2 separate regions of the Gossypium arboreum genome follow, and region 2 is linked to region 1. Evidence: chromatin contacts called from public Hi-C data. All regions are on one chromosome and are shown on one strand. The core of a region is the stretch at or near the end of the contact, and the rest is flanking DNA. Distances in the headings are between cores, read along the strand shown.

Region 1 (4,386 bases), core at 957-3,456:
TTATTGTTAAATAAAATCATTCACTGATTGAGGTTCTGCAGAGTAGGATTGGTGAATCTGATCTGTGTTCACAAATATTGTGTGTTGATTTCTCTCTGTGCCTTACTCTCATTTTATAAATTGTCTTGTTCAAACTTGTGCAACATCAGCTACTTCATCTAATTTCTTCACTACAAAAACCACAGTAGCATTCAAGTAACTAAAACACAGATCCATATTATTCTCTCTTTTGTTTTTTTTTCCCTTCTCCATTGTTCTAACTTTTTATTAAACAACTCAAGGAGAACAATTCTTGAACAAACCATCATAGATGGATCATACCATATAAAAAAAGATATGAACTATGATACTCATAGCCATAATTGTTTCAACAAAAAACTCTCTTACTTAGGTAGCATTGATCAAGAAATTCTTAAATAGGTGAGAGTTTTCATCATAGCATATTAAAATCACAATGAATAGCTATATTTTCCCCCTTTTCTTCCTCTTTTCTTCACAACTTCAATGTTAAGAAAAAAATGACTAACCATAAGATGGTTAGGTTAATATTTTGAAAGAATAAGTATAACTTTATTTTTAATACAAAATAATGTAACAAATATAAAATAGTTGTGTGGTGAAAATGTAAAAAATATATAGCATATTTAACGAGAACATCAATAGAATGTTATCCCATTAATAACACTTAACAATTGAATAATCATTTTATAACAATACGATAATATTAATGAAAATTTTATAAAATTTAAAATAAACGTAATTTTAATTATTTAATTTAGTTTACCCTTAATTCGCCAACCTACAAAAATCAAAGCATTTTTCATAAAAATATTGAAAAGACATATTATTTTTTAAAAAAATATAAACGACATAATACCTCAATTTCATTATAACTTACTACATAAAATAAATATTATTCTCATCCAGCGCCGACTTCTTTTGATGAACTTAAAATGGACGGTTAAGGCCGGTGCTCCTGTCATTTTAATTACAAACATTTCAATAAAAAAAGGAAATTGGGTTTTTTTAATTTAAAAATAAAATTAATTTTAACATAATTAATGCTATATACGCAAAATCAATTTGACTTGGACATGAAGTGACAAATGTCAATGCCCGAATGAAAATTTTGTTGACGAGTGGCGGAGGGTGTCACTTCGCACCCCCCACTTGGTTAATTCACCACTTTGATTTTTGCACACCAATTCTGTTTTCTTGATTTCTTATTTCAACTTTTTGACATACTTGTCGGCTGTAATTGAAACAATTTTCTTTTAATAATCTCTTCAATATTCAATTTAGTATCTATATTTTTTCTCTCAGTTTGATATCTGAATTTGACTTCAATGTTCAATTTAACATTTGATCTTATTTCCAAATCGATGCTTATATTTTTTTTTGTCTCATATAAATACTTAAATTTGACTTCAGTGTTCAATTAAATATTTGAGTTTATCTTTTTTCCTGATTAAATACTTATATTTTTAGCAGAGTACACATGTCAAATATTTATTAACCACATTAAAACAAAAAAAACTCAAATCTTAAATTAATTATCGAAGCCAAATATAGATATCAAATGATAAAATTAGTTTTCAAATTTATTTTTTATAGAAATTTCCATTTTCACGGCTTCATTTGTCTGTCCATTAATAGACTTAGAGAAAGGAGACAGAAAGCTCGATTCTATAATAAAACAATTAAAAATTGATAAATAAATAAATGTGACACCAACGTATGAATATCTTAACAGCCTTGGTAATATAGTCAGAATTAGAATGACAAAATTTATACTTCAATTTGTCTAAATTATAGTTGATGCCTTGGCTATTTTTGGTCATAACACATCTTGGCTTATTGAGGTGATAAAATTAAAGGTTTGTATTTAATATATTGTCTCTATGCACTTATACTAAATTTCATGAAGACATGTCATTAATGGTCTAAAAATAAATATAGATACTTAAAACTTGTAACAAGTGGTATTAGCTCGCTATTAGTGTATAAATTTATAAAATAATACTGTAACAAAAAGAAATTCTAAATTTTGATTGGAAATTTTGTTATTTTAAAATTTTACCCTTCAACAATTTACTTATGTTTATGGAGCTGTTAAGTTCCAAGAACGCTGCGAATATAACTCTCATAAATGCAAGTACCATAAGCATCAGAAAAAAGACTTAAGGGATGTTGGGCCTAAACATTTCTCTATATGCTTAAATTGGACTAAACAACACCTTATTTAGGGCTAAATTATTGAAAAGTAAAAAGCCCAAATCACACTAGATTTTGTGAAGGAGCCTCAAAACACTTTGAAACATAGGTTGAAGTCTAACTTCTAGTATTATGCAATTTCTAACCAAAATATCTTTCATGCTTGTTTTCTGACCTATAGAGATGATTTTAATTTTTCGAAGTTTATGGTTTCATTTTGTTTTCCTTTCTCTCTAATATTTAAATTCAGATCCTCCCTTTTTTAAATATAATATATCTTATCATTGAACGAAAACACTTGTCAATGATTTATTTAGAGACTTTCTCACATTATTTTAGTCCTAGTAATCACAGCTGGAGTAACATGTTGATCATATCCTGGGCCGGTCTTCATGAATGTACCATAAGCTTCTGAACAAATATTTCTTGTATATGCCAATTAACGTTAAGCTATGTTTGATTGCTGGATTCTGAACCAGCGGAAGATATGGGAGAGCGATATAGGAGCGGCAATTGCATCGTGAATAACGCAAACAAGATGGCAAGAGATATCAAATGTTGTTGTACTAGTTTTCAATAATATTCCAATAAAAATGTAAAACAAAATAATTTAATAAGATGATATATATATATATATATATTAAATTAAATATTTTATTTTTTGACCTATATAAAGTGATGATTATAGTTTTTATCAAACACAAATTCAAATCTTATATAAAAAAATTAAATATTTTTGTACTATTGATTCTTTTTGTTTTTGTTTTGAAGATAAATTCAACATTTTAATATTTACAAGTATCACCACCATCTATTTTATGGCTAATTAAATATCTAAAATAACCTAAATAATTCTTTTAAAAGACATTGTTGTGTTGTTGTAAAATTAGGCTATTAATTACATAAAAAAAATAGGCTATCAAATTCTAGCTAAAGAATTTTTTGCGAGGCAACTTTTATATTAGGGTATAGATAATAATTTGGGGTGAAAACAATTTTAAATTGAATAAATCGAAATGAATTTAAATGAATTAGTTTAAAATAAAATTAATTTTTTCTTTTTTATTTAATTGATGTTTATTTTTAATTTAATTGATTTATATGATCAATTTTTTTATTTTGATAATTCAAATCGAATAAATTGATTAATTTTTAATTATTAAATACAAATCTCATTTTCATACCCAAACTCATAATATAAAACATACACAATACTTAGAACTCAATTAATGAAATGCATAATAACATATTTATATATATTGTTACAATTAAATTTATTATACTTTTACCTTTTAAGAAAAATATATAATGACACATTTAACTCTTAATGATTATATTTTCTTTAGAACTTTTAAAAGAGTCAAATTATTTTTTATTGAAACACTTATTAAAATATATTTTAATGATGTTGATGTGACAATTTACATATATTCCTGTAACATGTCATTATTGGTATTGTATATCATATCAATAAATAACTTATAAAATATTAAAAAATCAAAATTCAAAATGTATTTAAAAGTTCATAAAATTAAGAAAATAGTTTGAAGTACATGTGGATTCCCATTCCTATGTAGATTATCATATTTAAAATTTTAACATTTTAGTCTATAATTAAAAGACGACAATTCAACTCTTTTTAAAATATTGAAACGTAAATTTGACTTTTTTAAAAAATTTGAAGGTAAAATTTAACTAAAAAGTAAGAATAAATTTACAAATATATATATATATATATATATATATATATATATAAACAATAAAGATTAAAATAAACAACTCAACACGTAGAACACTTTTTACTGGTAAACTGTTGAGCAATTTTGACTATCTTGTATTATTGGAAACAAAAATTGTTCTCAATATTAAATCTAAATGGTAAATTAATTAACTAATTTTATCCTTTCATGTAGAATAGAAGTCGTTGGCTTAATCTCACAATGAAATTTTGTTTAACATATTTTCTTTATTTAATCTCGAGAATAATCGTACTTAATTTCATCCGACCTGTGATTGAAACTTAGATAACTTGATAAAGGGGTATTACACTTTAATATGCCATCAGAATCTAAATATATAATTTCTGATAATTTTTTCCCTTGAATTACGTTATTTATATATTTAATTATACTATTTATACTTATATGTTATTTATTATTGATTTAGGGGATA
Region 2 (3,921 bases), core at 1,001-3,500, 510 kb before region 1:
AAATTAGTTTTTAACATTAAAGTAAAAGAAATTAAATTAGGTTTTAACATTTAATTTAAAAATTAATAATTAATTTGATACTTTTTAATACCTATAAATTCATAATTAATTTTATCTATTATTATGTTAAATATGAAAATTAAATCATACTAAAATATCAATTCTCCAAATAATTTTAACTTATCGAATTAGATTTTTAAAATATTTACATAAAATTTTAAGAGAATTGTTCTTTTACCTTCATCTAAACTTATAATAAGTGTTAAAGTAATTGATCTTCAATTATAAAAATAAAAATATTTCATTAAATAATAAAAATATAAACGCGTGTATTCATGTGCAAAGCATATGATACCGAAAATCAATATAAATAAATGAGCCACTTGTCGATCCTCAACTAGACTTGTGGAGTTTAAAAATTTCAAAGCATTTTTTAAACTTGCTTGTGGAATAAAAAAAATACACGCTCAAAATCATTTAAATCATTTTAATTAATTTAAATAATTTTAATTAGCTTTATAATTTAAATAATTTAAATAATTTAAATTAATTTTCTTGTCCTGGCATGAATTGTGATGGACTCAAACTGAAGTGCTAAAAATCCCAAGGCATGATTGCTTTATCGTCCCCAGTTCTATATATTTATTAAATAAAGCCCCAACTGCGATACATATCGTCTAGAGTTAGAAAGGAAAATTCTGATATAACTAGTATATAAAACCTGACCACTTGTTTGCCTTTGCTATCGGCTCTTTCTATATGTTAATTCAATTCATCTTTTTAGGAAAAAAAAATGACTTGTTTCTATGTAGTCATTTTCCAACATTTTTTGCATGGTTTTATGTTAATTAATAAGAAGCTGAAAGTCAAGTCTCTATGTTTGAGAGGCAAAAGTCAATTGTAATTACTCAAAATTTCCTCTGATTTTGTGGGCTTTGGAAAGCCAAACACTATGCAGAATTCCTCAATTTTTCTTGCTTTTCGGTAATGGCAATTAAGTGAGAACTAAAGTCAAGTTTGAATTTCATTTTGAAAACCTGTAGCATGAGTGCTTGGAATCAAAATTTCTCGTACTTAAGAACTTGGTAAAAAATGTCTAGTAAGTGGGTGGCAAGTGGAGTACCATGAATTTAATGGGGGGTTGAGTTCACAGAGTAAAATGTCAAACTTGGGACTCCAAATTCAGTGAAACTCCCCAAATCTAGCCCTCGGTTGGAACCCTTTTTGTCTGTTCCTTCGCCTAGGGCTTTGCTTCCCAAGCGTGTAACCTTTTTATTTATATTTTTTCTCAACAATGAGTCAAAACTCTTCCAACTCCACCTTCAAATGCCTCTTTTTACGTGCAACATTAATCCCCTTAATTACAATCATGTATGTGGAAATTAAACCCCTCTTTTGCTGAAAAACCTTACAAATCCATTTGCTTTTCTCTTTCAAGGAATCCAAATCCTCCTTTAATGCCTTTTTCTCCCCCCCCCCCCCTTTTAAGATCTCTTTTTACAAAGCCCATTTTTGCATAGAAGAAGAATCTCAAATATATATTCAAAGCCATAAACAATTAAAAAAAAAGTTACCGACTCTCTGTCCTTTGTCTTGGAAGTCATGGTCGTCGATCATTGTTGATCTCCCATAAAATTTTTCTTAAGATTATTAAAAATCCGAAAAGTAGAGTGGTAAAAACAAACAAAAAAGCAATAAAAAGTCAATGATCCATTATTTACATTAAAAAAAGCATTCCAATACATGCAAGAGGCAGCTTTCTTTATTCCTTAATGAAGAAAGGGAAAATCATGGTTTCTAAGACAACTTAATCACATGTTGATTTAAATGTTAACCTTGGGATACTGTGCAAGCATCATGAGTTTGATCTATGAAGTTTAATTCTACCGTACTAATGTTAAGAGTTCAACAAACCATCATCGCTTAAATTCTTAATACAAACAGTCCAAGGAAATTAACCTGCGTCAGGCTTCATGAGCTTGTTCTATCAAGTAAGAGACAGTTCTCTACAGTTCTAAGAATGCGCACAGTAAAGCTGAAGAATCCCTAATTGATCCATTTTGTCATTCTTTTGGAAATGGACCGATTTTTGCGTCCCAAAGGTGCAGTTGTATCCAATGATTAAGTCGATATTTTAGTTAAAGCGAAGAAGATAACAGCGTTTGTATCCATTTTATTAACGCAAATGAGCACCTGATACAAAATACTGGTATGAATCTTAACAACCAGAAACAGGGAACCGCCAAAACCATGCTTAAAACATCTCAATACAAGTGTTGTTCATCCAGAAAGATGACGATGGAGTGAAAGCGTGAGAACTCGTTGCTTGGGAACCGTGACCTGGATAGTGCCCAGGCCAGATAGGGGAAACGATGGCCTTGACAAGGCTGTGGAGGACAGCTGTGCCAACACTGATAAATATGGTTTGTTCGGCTAGGGGGTTAACACCAAGTCTGGGCCGTTGAAGGGCTTCGCTCATGAAAACAATATAATTATTGAGAGCCCGAGAAGTTAGTGGTTCAAGGGTATGAGATGGGGCCGTTCAATAACTATTACCTAAATTACTTCTTGGTCTCTCAAAGCATCTGTGGAAACAAGGGGAAGTCGAGTGAGAGATAACCTATTTATCTAGATTTTGACTGCTCGATCTTTTTTCCTGTTACAATTGTTGTGGGTTAGTTACTAGAGATTTAATAATTCCTATACTTTAAGTAAAAGAAGATAGTTGTGTGAGAGCATGTGGCCTTGGTTGAGAATTTTGAATATTTTGTGGTCTTGCTGCATAACTAAAATTTGGATGATCCCTCCATTCAAGATTGCAAGTATTTATAAGGGATCATACCTCCTCTGAGACGAACCGAGAAATCCTCCAATTGCATTAACATGCTCTCTTGAATCTTCTTGGAATGTGGGGTACATGTCAATTTGGTGACTGAAATTAGCACAAATCCACGAAGCTTTCACCTATTGTATGTTCCTTACAACAATTTTATGAAATAAGAGAGGTTAGTTCAGAAATTCCATTTTCAAGAAAAAATCTTTCTTTCCATAGGTAAGTCATTCAAAAAAACATTAGATGAGTAATTGTTCCGAAATTTCATGTTGAGGGTAACTAGCACAAAATTGTTTTAATTTCTCCCAATACTAATAAAGGGCTTCCATTTGTTTCCATTTGATGCTATAAATATCCTTAATAGAAGTAGCCCGTGAAGTAGAAAAAAACTATCTAAAAATATATCATGCCTGTTCATGTGGTTATAGATCCAAAAGGTAAATAAAATAATAAGTCCTTTGTTGTAACCACAAGCAAAAAAGTAAAGGTTCTTAGTTTGAATTGTTCTTCATATACTCTTTGAGATCTCATAGTAGAACACACAGGATGGAATTCTTTCAGGTGGATCCTTATTTTCTAGACCACAAAAAGTATAGAACAAATGAATTATTCTAAATCAGTTGTTGATTTAGATCCAGCAGGACTAACTCTCTCATGGTTCTTTCTTAATTAGCCATCTCTTCTTTTGTTTCCGATGCATTAGATGAATCACCTGAATCAAGTGTAGTATCCAGGATGGTAGATGAAGACAATTGGTTACAATGCGGTTTAACTTTTTTCTTTAGTCTTCGAGCAGTTTTCTCGATCTTAGGTTCGTACTAGAGTTCACCTGCACGGGAAGATTGAGACATAAAAAGAAATTAAATTATCAACATCAATCCATAGCAATAATGACAAAATTTTGTGGGTATTGAAACTAACAAAATAAATTCCTACACAATAATATAAATATTTGTATATAGCAATAAATAGGGTCAAATTCACAAAGACTATTGATAATTCTATTTATATAGTAAAAACAAGTAAAATAAAAATAAAGGAGATTTAAATTAAGATTAAAATTGAAATTAAAATTTTCAAAAGAAATA

Evidence for each region. Hi-C and Micro-C count contacts between places; a contact is called where the count stands out from the background.
Region 2: a Hi-C map of leaf shows a contact between it and region 1, with 2.8 times the contacts expected there. The contact joins two enhancer-like sites. A contact is called at or near these places in 2 of 5 Hi-C or Micro-C datasets (both in leaf).

The regions. Positions count from the first base shown.
Region 1 is chr3:46,858,326-46,862,711 of ASM2569848v2, reverse strand. No RefSeq gene overlaps it. Among protein-coding and RNA genes, the nearest start is that of LOC108466044, 17 kb to the right of the region's middle. Within about 2 kb of position 2,206, at least 1 of the 2 cell types and tissues checked has an H3K27ac peak or open chromatin away from gene starts, as enhancers often do. A contact at or near this core is called in leaf, where this site is marked.
Region 2 is chr3:47,369,195-47,373,115 of ASM2569848v2, reverse strand. No RefSeq gene overlaps it. Among protein-coding and RNA genes, the nearest start is that of LOC108478875, 44 kb to the left of the region's middle. Within about 2 kb of position 2,250, at least 2 of the 2 cell types and tissues checked have an H3K27ac peak or open chromatin away from gene starts, as enhancers often do. A contact at or near this core is called in leaf, where this site is marked.